2 separate regions of the Mus musculus genome follow, and region 2 is linked to region 1. The links are chromatin contacts, called in public Hi-C maps. All regions are on one chromosome and are shown on one strand. Each heading gives the region's core, a stretch centred on a gene start, on an enhancer-like site or on the middle of the called end of the contact. The rest is flanking DNA. Distances are from core to core; before and after follow the strand shown.

Region 1 (6,250 bases), core at 3,631-6,130:
CAGGTTGGCCTCAAACTAAAGATCCTCCTGCCTCAGCCTCCTGAGTGCTAAAATTAAAGGTATACACTATCACATTTAGCCTCTGTACCAACACATTATAAAACCATCACCCTGCTCCAGACAGACCATTCCCTTAGGTGATTCACCTAAGTTTTTATTAAGATTCATGTCCCCAACAAAGAAAAAGAAATATAATAGTAAAAAACACCACAAAGATCTGACTACTGTCATCATGTTCATTTAGCCTGTCCTGAACTTCACATAATGCAATCTCACATGCTGTGAACTCTTTTGTGGCTGGCTGCTTTTGCTGAACATAATGTCTATGAGATTACTTTATTCTTTTTTTTTTTTTTTTAAGATTTATTTTATTTCTATGAGTACACTGTAGCTGTCTTCAGACACACCAGAAGACACACCATTACAGATGGTTGTGAGCCACCATATGGTTGCTGGGAATTGAACTCAGGACCTCTGGAAGAGCAGTCAGTGCTCTTAACCGCTGGGCCATCTCTCCAGCCCCAGATTACTTTATTCTTAAGTTAAATTCCGCGGTCACTAACTTATAATACGAAAGAAATCCCAACCCAGCATCCTGGCAACATGGTTAAAACCTCAAGGGCCACTCACTTCATGGTTGATGATTCCAGACATGCACTGATTCAGCCCCAGCTTGTTGAACTCATTGAGTCCACAGGCCAGCACTTTGCCTGACTGAGTGAGCAGAAAGGTCCCATCACAGCCACATTGAACTGCAACAATGATTAAGGCCTTTGGAACATCCACCTGCAAGGAATCCCAAGTAGATAATTCATATTAGAAAATAAGCCTCAAGTTCCGCCATCCTGCTGCCCAGCAGCCTGGAGCTCATGCTTCCTAATGCAGAGCTCAAGTCTTCTAAGACACAGGCTGCAGATGAATGGACGGATGCTCCCGGTTAGTCTCTTTGAGGAATGGCTCCTACACCTTTGGAGAAGGCTTCTGTAGAGGGAAGACTATGCAGACAAGCAGGGAAGGGGGTAGCTCTGATCTCTAGCTGGCTTTGCCTTCTGAGAGGAAGGGCTCCTTGACAGCTTTAGAAGAAAGACAGCAGCTGGAGGATCTCGATCTTCTAGAAAGTGTAGCTAGGACTTCCATATCCTTCTACAGCTCACAGGACAGGGTTGTAGAATGAAAGATGTCAGATAGGGCCATGGATATGAATAAAACCTCAAGCCTTAGTTTCTTTTCACAAGTAGAATGGTTGAATCTAAAGACAATCTTTATATGCACCATTTAATCTTAGAATAGAAATAAAATTTGGCAACCATCAGTCGTATAGTGCTGTAGTTAGTGGTAGCTGACTTTCCAGGATCAGGTAAGCCTGGGCCCTGAGGCATGTCAGAGAGGTGTGGCTGTGCTCATCCCTCAGCTGACTCAGGTCTTGGGAGCCTCTTACAAAGCCCGCTCTGGCAGTCCTGACAGTAATCAGATATGATGTCTCCTACTGCACAACGTCTAAGCAAAAACAATCTCAGATGGCGTTCCACTGTAGTAATGCAAGGCTGGCATGATATATATCATCCCCACCATCCTTTCTTAGGGAGATTTAGCTGTCTGTGACACTTTCTGTTTTATGTGCTGATTTTAACTTCATGTCTCAGTAAGATGTGACTCCAGGGTCCATAATAGCTGTATCCATTTTCTCAATTTTCTGTGATTTAGATGACAAGACCACATAGTGCTAAATCAGGAATCCTAGATTGTTAGTCTCCTAGACAAGATAGAGTTCAGAAATAAACACTCTGCTCTGAGCAGTCGGGGAGAGAGGATGTCTTTTTGGTCTATGTCTTAGACAGGCTGTAGGAGAGGCTGCTTCTTAGTTACCCTCTGTGGTGTATAGTAATCCTCTTCTGAATCCAAACCCAGCCGTCCTGAAACACACAAGAAGGCAGGCATTACACCAAGGGCTTCCTCTCTAGGAGGATACTCTGTAACGCTTTCTGAACTTATATTCCTAGCCAGAGGCTACTTGATGTGTTTAGTGCTCAAAGACTGACATCCTGCTAAGTACCTGGGGGAAGTGGAGGGAACAGGCTTCACCTACCATATTCACCACAGCCCCAAGAGTAGACTTCTTTGTTTCGTGTCAGAACTACCACATGATTATCCCCACAGGAGACCTGCTCCACAGGATTGCTGAGGAAGAAGTTCAGCTGCATGGGTTCTAGCACTTCAGGGCCAGAAACCTTGTCCACTCCCATGCAGCCATAATAATCTGATCCAAAGGCGTAGAGCTGACCCTCATCTGCAAAAGGCAAGAAAACCATCACAGAAAGGATTACTAAGGAGCCACATGTGGTAGTAGTAGTACTGTAATCAACAGTCTAAATAATTGTAAGATTATTATGCTAAATGATCTTCAAACTTCCCTGGAGCCTTCCCTGTTTTGTAGACAGAAATACCAACAATGGGACTGGAGAGCCAGCTTGGCACTAGAATGTGAACTGCTATTCCAAAGGACCCCAGTTTGATATCCAGCACCCACGCCAGGCAGCTCATAACTCAAACCCAGTGTCAGGGAAATCTGAGCACCTCTCCTGGCCTCTGTAGTTAGTATAACACTCACATGCGCAAACCCACTCTTAGATACACACATAGCCATAAAATTAAAAAAAATAATTCCAGCTGGGCAGTGGTGGCCCACGCCTTTAATCCTAGCACCTGGGAGGCAGAGGCAGGAGGATTTCTGAGTTCGAGGCCAGCCTGGTCTACAGAGTGAGTTCCAGGACAGCCAGGGCTACACAGAGAAACCCTGTCTCGAAAAGTCAAAAAAAAAAGAAAAGAAAAGAAAAGAAAAGAAAAGAAAAGAAAAGAAAAGAAAAGAAAAGAAAAGAAAAATCCCTCTTCATCATCAGCATTTGTGACATCCAATAGGTGGATAGAATAGAGTATTCTCCCACAAAGCAGAACACGTAGTGCTCTCTCGTATCTCAGCCTTCTGTTACTCACCTTTCTCCTTGCTCATCGCTCTTTCACACAGTAGGCAACTGGGAAGTTTGGTCTTAGTTTTGGGAACGGAACTTAGGGCCTTACTTGCTCTAGTGCTGCATCACTGAGCGGCTCTCCCCAAGCCTCGGAACGCTGTTATTAATCAGTCTATTTCCTAAGTGTCTCTGGTCTTTTTTGGGGTGGGGGAGGTAGTTGTTTGCTATAAAATATCACCCGACATTGTATTATGTTCCATGTTAAATGTACTCAGGATGCTGTTCATGCGTGGCTTACCTGTGACACAGACAGTGAAATCATCCCCACACGACACCTGGTGGATAGCCTTCCCTTGTAACTTTTCTACATGCTTTGGCTGTCGGTAGGAAGCTTTGTCTCCATGTCCTAGCTGACCGTGAAGTTTAGTGCCCCCTTGCATGTTCTGTTAAAAAAAGACATCTTGTGAAATTTAACTTTTCATGCTAAAAGCTAATCTTTAATATCCTACTTCTAAAGAAAAACAGTAAGAAAAAATAGTGAAAATTTAAAGACAAAAGTGGGTAAGGGGATTAAATTTTTAAAAAAAATTTTTGAGACAGGTTTCACTATATATTGCTAGCTGTCCTGAAACTAACTCTCTGTATAGAAAGGCTAGGCAGCCTGCCTGTCTCTGCCTTTTGAGGACTGGGACACCACTATGCCTCACTAGGACAAAGCATTTTAATGATTAACATAACCCCACAGCTACATGTAAAGAAGATTTTAAAACACATCCAGATTCATATCCATCAGGCATCAGGTCAAACTGCAAATTCTGTCTTATCTTACGTGAGGTGAACTGTGGGTGATGATGGACAGTTCATTGAAGTATACTTCGGTTGCTTTCTGCTCTAATTTGGTTTCTGTTGCTGTAATAAATACCATGACTAAAAGCACCTTGGAGAGGAAAGAGCTTAGAGTTTGCAGTCTATCAGCAGGGGACACCAGGGCAGGAACTGAAGTCAAGTCAGACACTGAAGCAGAAGGCACCACTGCTCACTGGTTGTTCCTTAGGGCTTTCTCAGCTTGCTTGCTTCTAGCACCCAAGACGACCTGTCCAGGAGTAGCACCAGCCACAGTGAGCTGTGCCCCCATCAGTCATTAACGGAGAAAATGCCCCACAACGTGCCAATCTGATGGAGGCAATTCCTTAACTGAGAGGTTCCCTTTATCCTGTGTCAAGTTGACAAAAACTAAACAGAACATTTTCTAAATGAGTACAATCTCTTAAAAACAACATGTACTATAAGTTTTATAAATTTTGGTTACCTTCCTCAAAGCACAGAACAGCTATAAGGAATATAGCTATATCAAAAAGAAAACAAAACTGAGGGGGAAATAAAACAGAGATTTTGGTTCCATCAAAGAAGTTGGTGGGGGCGGGGGGGAGGGGGGCTGCCCTGGCTGTTCTGCTTTCTTGGTTCTCTCTTAAAGGTCAGCATCTTGAAGGGAGTGTTGGCTATTTAAGGTTGCTGTTTAATGATAATAACAGCTCACCTATCTTAAGTCTTGGTCACTTTGCTGCAGTAGCTGACCTGCCTGTCTGCGTTCCTCTGAGGCCAGAAACTTGCATCTCTGGCGTTTATGACCTCATCCTAAAACAGCAGGGATTAAGTCAAGGATTAATTGCTAGAGCCTTTCCCCTCTTGTCCAGATGCCTCTCTTGTCAGGCTGGGGCAATAAACTTCTATTGAATCCAAAGAAGAGTCTTGCTTGCAGAAAGAAAAACTTTTACACAAGCAAATATGGATAAACTCACATAAGTTCATGTACAAATTCATGCTTGCACATTCTTATGTCTCTATTCAAACCAGTTGGGTCCAGCTACTTATTTCATAATTACACACACATCCATACTTACATATGCATATGGAGCAAGAGACCAAGCACCGGTGCAGAAGGAAGTAACTCATTCTGCATGAAAAATGAGCTCCAATCTTTACTGCACGGAGAAAGGAGAAGCTTCTGCCCTTTTGTTGTTAAATGAAGTAAACTTAAGTCTGTAAGAAGAAAGCTTTGTCCTCTGTAGTAAGATGAAGCCTGCCTTGCTATCAAGAAAAGACCTGTTCTGTCGAGTGGTAAGGAGAAGCCTGCCTGCTCCTTCTGCTCTCTGCAGCTTCTTCTATTTTCCTCTTCCCCTTTGCATTCTGCACATTGCTCATTTTTTTTAAGTTGCCTTATAATTTCTAAGTTACTCCACTCTGCATTCTCCTTCTAATCTTGCTCTCTCCTTTGCTCTGATGTAACAATGCCCTTGTTCCCAATGCTATGCCTTCCAATGCTATGCCTTCCAATACAATGTTTCCTAGTCTTTTGGACCTTCCTAGAAGAAGAGATCACGTGGCTTATGCAAGCATCCATTTTTTTTTTTTTACAAAAATTCACTAGAACTTCAAACATAAATTTAAACCATAAATTGAATAAGAAGTTTACAGCGGAGAATATTTACATGTATATCCATTAAGAGTAATTATCTGAGCGAGGCAGTGGTGGTGCACGCCTTAAATCCCAGCACTCGGGAGGCAGAGGCAGGTGGATTTCTGAGTTTGAAGCCAGCCTGGGCTACAGAGTGAGTTCCAGGACAGCCAGGGCTACACAGAGAAACCCTGTCTCAAAAAAAAAAAACAAAAAAAAAACCAAAACAAAAATTATCTGGTTAAACATTTCACTACTTAGCTCAACAGGTTCACTAAAAGTGAAAAACTATCATTTTTGTGACTAAGTTATTAGTGAAGTTTTTTTTTTTTTTTTTTTTTTTTTTTAAAGATTCACTACATATAAGTACACTGTAGCTGTCTTCAGACACACCAGAGGAGGGCATCAGATTTTATTACAGATGGTTGTGAGCCACCATGTAGTTGCTGGGATTTGAACTCAGGACCTTGGAAGTCAGTGCTCTTAACCACTGAGCCATCTCTCCAGCCCTAATAATGATTCTTTTTTTCTTTTTGGTTTTTTGATACAGGGTTTCTCTGTGTAGCCCTGGCTGTCTTGGAACTCACTTTGTAGACCAGGCTGGCCTCGAACTCAGAAATCTGCCTGCTTCTGTTTCCCGAGTGCTGGGATTAAAGGCATACGCACCACTGCCAGGCTGTGAAGTTTTATATAGATAAACCCAGTCAGTATTTTATCTTCTGTCCTTGCACTTATATTAAATCCTTAGTTCCCCTTCGTATGACTTTTGGTTAACTGTTTTACAGCCTGTTGGAATGTGCTCTAAGTTGTAGATTCCTGCTAGCTGTCT
Region 2 (6,491 bases), core at 1,942-4,441, 410 kb after region 1:
AAACTGCAAACACTGCCAACCTCCAAGCAGGCTGTCATATAATAAATGTGTTTGATTTGGAGGAGACATTCTTTAGATTCTTTAAATTGAAGTTATAGGGCTGATAATAAAAATAATAATACCTGGGCTGGAGAGATGGCTCAGCGGTGAAGAGCACTGACTACTTTTCCGGAGGTCCTGAGTTCAAATCCCAGCAACCACATGGTGGCTCACAAGCACCCGTTATGAGATCTGATGCCCCCTTCTGGTGTGTCTGAAGTCAGCTACAGTGTACTTATATGTATAATAAATAAATCTTTAAAAATAATAATAATACCTGGTTCTGTTTGTATTTTCTAATTGTGACTGAACTTGTAACCTTGGACATGTAACAAAAAAAATCAACCATAATCTATATTTCTTAGATAACCATTAGTCTGTCCTTGTTCTGTGAAACCTATATAAAGAAGCACCTGACTGCTAGTCAGTCAGAGCTGTCAGATTCCCCAGAACACCATCGCCTGACTCACTCCTCCCGCCCCTCCTCTTATCTCCTCTTCGGGCTGCCCCGTCATCAAGGACCCTCCACTGGGGAAGGCCCTCAGGCAGTCACCAAAGACCTACAGAGTAGAAAGGGACTGCCTCAAAAAGAGGAAGGTGACCAGTGACAGGAGAGGGACAAAAGATAGTACTGGTGGGTAATTATGATCAAACTATATTATGCATATAAGGCTATCTTAATGAACCCCATTATGTATAATGAATTTGCTAATAAACTTTTAAAAAAGAATTGCCTCCTTCTAGGCAAAGGACGGATAATCAAGAGGGCTTGATTTATCTGATTAAGGTGCAATCATGTGATGCAGGCTGAGCCAATGAGAACATCTCCTGGGAATTTGACTCTTCAAGAGAAAGCTCTCAGAGAAGGAAGGGTGAGGCCAGTTCACCACCACAGGAGGAGCCCTGACCAGGGAACTCGTGTAGCTGTCCAGGTTCCTGCTACCTTCTGTACCTTCCCTTGTATCTGTGAGCTAAACATATTGTTCCAGCAAAGTCATAAACCAAAAGACAGGGCTGGAGACATGGCTCAGCAGTTAAGAGCACTGACTGCTCTTCCAGAGGTCCTGAGTTCAATTCCCAGCAACCACATGGTGGCTCCCAACCATCTGTAATGAGATCTGACGCCCTCTTCTGGTGTGTCTGAAGACAGTACAGTGTACCCACATACATGAACTAAATAAATAAACAAATCTTTAAAACAAACCAAAGATAGTGGCTATATATGGGTTTCCCATAGAGGGACACTGGGTCCTGACACTCAGGGCTCCCTGAGTGAGCTCTGGGATGCCTATGCCCTACTAGAAGCCAGGCATTCTGCTAACCATGCACCAGTCCCCAGAGCAGCTAGCCGACCTGGACAACCACTACTGCTTCTAGCAGGAACCATGACAACAAGCTGAGCTCAGCCTCTAGCTTCAGGCGCATTGGTCCGTCCTACACCAAATACAGCTGCTTGCCTTTAAATAATGGCTGGGGATTTGAAACCCCAGAGCTTTACAACTGAAGGTTTGGTCTCCAGGATGACGTTATTGGAATATAGTGGAAGCTTTACTCTTCAAGGCGTTTGGTTTCAGACCAGAGACATGGGACAGAGGTACACATTTTACATACCAAAGCAGACTGTGTCTCCAGATTCTCCCAGCATCCCGCAGTTCCTACCTGGCAAACCCTGCCTTGAACTTTCCAACACTGCCCCTACCCCTCCCCAGGCTCTTCCCTTCCAACGTTTTGCTCTCTCTCTCTCTCTCTCTCTCTCTCTCTCTCTCTCTCTCTCTCTGTGTGTGTGTGTGTGTGTGTGTGTGTGTGTGTGTGTGTGTGTGTGTTCCTGTGCATCCTCCCATATCCCTCACCATGGCGACTCCCCTGGCCTCAATCCTTGGAGCCAGTGAATTTGCCCGAGAGCAGCTTCTCAATAAACCCACTTTAATATAATATAATCTGACTTGAATTGGCTCATTTCCCTGGCAGCGGACAAATAACATATCACAGATGATTCTCAGCTGCCGCTGTCTACTTTTAACCTTTTTGAAGCCCTGGCAAAAGAAAGAAAAGATGGTGTGGTGTTCTCTGTGCCGAACCGCCAAATACTGCAGTGCCAAGTGTGAGAAAAAAAAAGCTTGGCCGGATCACAAGTGGGAATGCCAATGTCTTAAAAACTGCAACCCAGATATCCCATGGGTTCCGTGGCTCTTTTAGGCAGGGTTATCGTCAAGTTTACCCCTCAAAGTCAGAAAGACTTTACTCATTTTATAATCTGGAGTTCAATATTAATAAACTCAATGAAGATAAGAAAGAGGGCCTGAGGTGACTTGCAATGACATTTCAACATTTTGAGAGAGTAGGAAAAAAAGAGATGAAAATGTCTGGATTTTACAGGGAAGAGATTGGGGGGGGGGGGGGACACGACAGCCAAAGCCCAGACCCTGGGCTAGAAAGTTCAAGGTTGGGGGCAGGGTATGCCAGGTAGAGACTGAGGGATTCTGGGAGAATCTGGAGGCCAGGTCTGCTTTGGTATGTAAGATCCACACTTGGGTCTCTTGTCCTTGATCCGAAACCAAATACAAGGGTCAAGAGGAGCTCCTTAGGTCGTTGAAGGTGCACCCTTGCAGAAGATTCTGGGACTCTGCTGTTCTTCACCGGCCTAGTCCCTCTGTCCCTCTGTCCCTCTTCCCTCCTCTGTATTAGTGACTTTTCTATTGCTGTTATGAGACATAATGACCAAGTCAGCCTGTAGAGGGAAGGGACTTACAGTTTCAGAGTGATGGCAATCCTGCCCTCTCTCTCCCTACCTCAAAATGCTTTCATATGCTTGTTTGAAGTGAGCATTGGGGTGAGTGTGAAGGACAAAATAATAAAAATAACTGCAATGGGGGAGGGATGTGAATGTGCTCCGAGGGTTGGCAGAGACTGCCGGTGGCATCCTTTTTGGCCCTATTTTTCTTTTCGTGATGTTTTCAGGAACTGTTGTAACCCTCATCTTAGATACAGAAACAGCCTCAAAAGACGCTACCTGGTTTGCCCGTGTTAATTAAGTGCGAACACAGGACTCAGGCTGGCCTGCGCTGACCCCAAAGCTGGGATCTTCGGGCCAGGCTTGAAACGCTAAGGAAGGTTCTCTAGCTCCACATTGTACACAGAACCACGGGGACAGCACCTAGGTAGTGCTGCCACCTAGCGATAAGATGGAGAACTGCACGTGCCAATTTTTGGTCCCTGTTTCACGCTGAGCTGACCATTGAAGTTCCGGCCAATGGTCATACCTTCCTTGCTCTGCCAGGAGTGGGGTGCACAGTTGTGATCTCTGGATGTAAGCTTCCACCTCTCTGGGCACCCCCAAAGCTCACTATAAAGGGAGTCATAAATGATTGACAGGAAGCTCTCAACAGTTTGGGGGTTCCACCTGGCCTCCACATATCACCTTGAAGACATTTGATGTGAGGGTCAAAGTTCATCCCATACCTCCTCTATGGCAAGTCCTCTAATTTCTGTACTGTCGTGTTCGGCTCTAGTCATCAAGCAACCAGCTAGCTCTCTGGTCACAGAGCAGAGAAAACCCCTGTGCCCAGTGTCTCTGCTCTGCCAGGCTGCCCTGCCCCGTGCCCCACTTCTTCTGTCCGTTGGATTCACCAGCTGAGGCCCGTTTGTGTCAGCACAGTCATTCAGACACAATGACTCAAGTCGGTGGGGGAGGGGGAGCTGTGTCAGCACAGGGTGTTTGACCTTTATGGCAGTGAGGAGTCACCTCAATCTGAAATGTGTGGCTGCCTAGTGATTTCAGTCTCAACTGAAATGCGGACATGAGTGTGATCAATGGGCAGGTGAACAGAAGCACTTCCCCGCTTTCACTCCCTGCACATAGCTCCTTCTGGATCTTCTCTCTTTGTCCAGGTCCGTGACACCTGAACCGTGAAAGAGGAGTTCTCAGAAAATTGGGTACTACCAGAAGATCCAGCAATTCCTCTCCTGGGCATATACCCAGAAGATGTTCCAACTGGTAATAAGGACACATGCTCCACTATGTTCGTAGCAGCCTTATTTATAATAGCCAGAAGCTGGAAAGAACACAGATGTCCCTCAACAGAGGAATGGATAAAGAAAGTATGGTACTTATACAATGTAGTACTACTCAGCTATTAAAAACAATGAATTTATGAAATTCTTAGGCAAATGGATGTATCTGGAGGATATCATCCTGAGTGAGGTAACCCAATCACAAAAGAAGTCACTTGATATGCACTCACTGATAAGTGGATATTAGCCCAGAAACTTAGAATACCCAAGATATAATTTGCAAAACACAAGAAAATCAAGAAGAAGGAAGACCAACGTGTGGGTACTTCATTCCTCCTTAGAATAGGGAACAAAGAAGGAGTTAGAGAGACAAAGTTTGGAGCTGAGATGAAAGGATGGACTATCCAGAGACTGCCCCACCCAGGGATCCATCCTATAATCAGTCACCAAACGCAGACACTATTGTATATGCCAGCAAGATTTTGCTGAAAGGACCCTGATATAGCTGTCTCTTGTGAGGCTATGCCAGTGCCTGGCAACTACAGAAGTGGATGCTCACAGTCATCTATTGGATGGAACACAGGGCCCCCAATGGAGGAGCTAGAAAAAGTACCCAAGGAGCTGAAGGGATCTGCAGCCCTATATGGAACAACAATATGAACTAACCAGTACCCCCCAGAGCTCATGTCTCTAGCTGCATATGTAGCAGAAGATGGCCTAGTCAGCCATCATTGGGAAGAGAGGCCCCTTGGTCTTGCAAACTTTATATGCCCTAGTACAGGGAAACACCAGGGCCAAGAAGTGGTAGTGGGCAGGTAGGGGAACAGGGCAGGGAGAGGGTATAGGGGACTTTCAAGATAGCATTTGAAATGTAAATGAAGAAAATACCTAATAAAAAATTGAAAGAAAAAAAAAAAAAAAAGAAAGAAAGCCAGTGTTCTTTTCCCCTTCAGACACGGGCCTCAGTGACCAAGCCCGCTCAGTCAGTCAACAGGTTCTCCAGCATGGGAGTGAGGATTAAAAAGAAAAAAGACACACAACATTGTAGGGTAACCCCAGTCAATTCTGAGACTGAAGGCAAATTTTTATTTTCCAACCCACTTTTTTTTGGGGGGGGTGGTTGAGACAGGGTTTCTCTGTATAGTCTTGGCTGTCCTGGAACTCACTTTGTAGACCAGGCTGGCCTCAAACTCAGAAATCCGCCTGTCTCTGCCTCCCAAGTACTGGGATTGAAGGCGTGCGCCACCACCGCCCGGCTCCAACCCACTTTTTAATACCACTTTAATTACATGCAAGTATTTTGGGCAAGCTAAATCCTGTGATTACTCCTGATAGTTGTTACAAAGGGCTTATCATAATGACCGAAATATTTGAGCCCACTTTCTCCTCCAAGCCCAAAAATCTTGCCTGAGTCCTAGTTCCACCCTAAGACTAAAATTCCTGCCTTATCCTACTTTCCTATCACAGCCTAAAGTTAGATTCCTGCCTGAGCTTACTTCCCTGTCCTAGGACAATGTCAGATTCCTGTCTGAAGCCCACTTCTTTGCCCTTAGCCAATGTCAGACTCCTGCCAAGTGGTACCCCAAAAGACTTTCCACACCTCAGCACTATGTGGTGAATAGAAGGAGGATAAAGGGTCTTAATCCTCTTTAGAATAGCAACCCTCTCAGTAAATGTGAGCCTCATTCTGGCCAAAATCAACCCAGTGGCTTCTTGGTCTAGTCCTCAAAATTTGCCTCTAACATACACAATTCCTATTGTAAAACCCATCTTGGCTAGTTTTACATCAACTTGACTCAAGCTATAGTCATCCAAGAGGAAGAAACCTCAGTTAGAAAAACGCCTACAAGCAGGCAAGCCTGTAGGGTATTTTCTTAATTATTGATGGAAGGAGGAGGGCCTAGTCCATGGTGTGTCATGCCATCCTGAGGCAGGTGGTCCTGGGTTAGCTCCTGCCTCCAGGATCAGCCCTGCTTGCACTCCTGCCCTGATTTCCCTCATGATGAACAGTGTTGTGCAAGTGTAAGCCAAACAAACTCCACATTCGTTGCTTTTGGTCTGTATGTGTTATCACAACAACAGTAACCCTAATTAGGACAGAAATTGGTACCAGGATCATGGGGCATGACTATGACAGGCATGACCGTGTTGTTTTTGGAAGAACTGTGGAAAGACTTTGGAGCTTTGGGTGGAAAAGACACACAAAAAACCCCCCAGAAAACAGGATTGTTCAAAACTTGGTGAGTGGTTCTGTGGGAACCTGGAGGAGAGGAGTTGAGAGAAATGCAGGTGATGGTGGCCTGCCTTATAAAAGCTTGGAAGGAAGCTTGAGAATTAAAGCTTTTACAGGCCTGCTGCATACCAAGACAAGCTTTCTCCATGTAGCCATGGCTGTCCTGGAACTGGCTTTGCTGACCAGATTGGCCTCAAACTCACAGAGA

Evidence for each region. Hi-C and Micro-C count contacts between places; a contact is called where the count stands out from the background.
Region 2: a contact with region 1 is called in a Hi-C map of bone marrow-derived macrophages, with 15 read pairs. The contact joins two enhancer-like sites. A contact is called at or near these places in 1 of 15 datasets of contacts at CTCF or cohesin (large pre-B cells) and 1 of 484 Hi-C or Micro-C datasets (bone marrow-derived macrophages).

The regions. Positions count from the first base shown.
Region 1 is chr12:85,312,316-85,318,565 of GRCm38.p6, forward strand. Nek9 (NIMA (never in mitosis gene a)-related expressed kinase 9) reads right to left here. Exons shown (of 22, transcript NM_145138.2): 11 at 3,265-3,409; 12 at 2,087-2,287; 13 at 1,867-1,913; 14 at 631-786. Among named protein-coding and RNA genes, the nearest start is that of Nek9, 24 kb to the right of the region's middle. Within about 2 kb of position 4,881, at least 5 of the 459 cell types and tissues checked have an H3K27ac peak or open chromatin away from gene starts, as enhancers often do. A contact at or near this core is called in bone marrow-derived macrophages, where this site is marked.
Region 2 is chr12:85,726,375-85,732,865 of GRCm38.p6, forward strand. No RefSeq gene overlaps it. Among named protein-coding and RNA genes, the nearest start is that of Flvcr2, 17 kb to the right of the region's middle. Within about 2 kb of position 3,192, at least 10 of the 459 cell types and tissues checked have an H3K27ac peak or open chromatin away from gene starts, as enhancers often do. A contact at or near this core is called in bone marrow-derived macrophages, where this site is marked.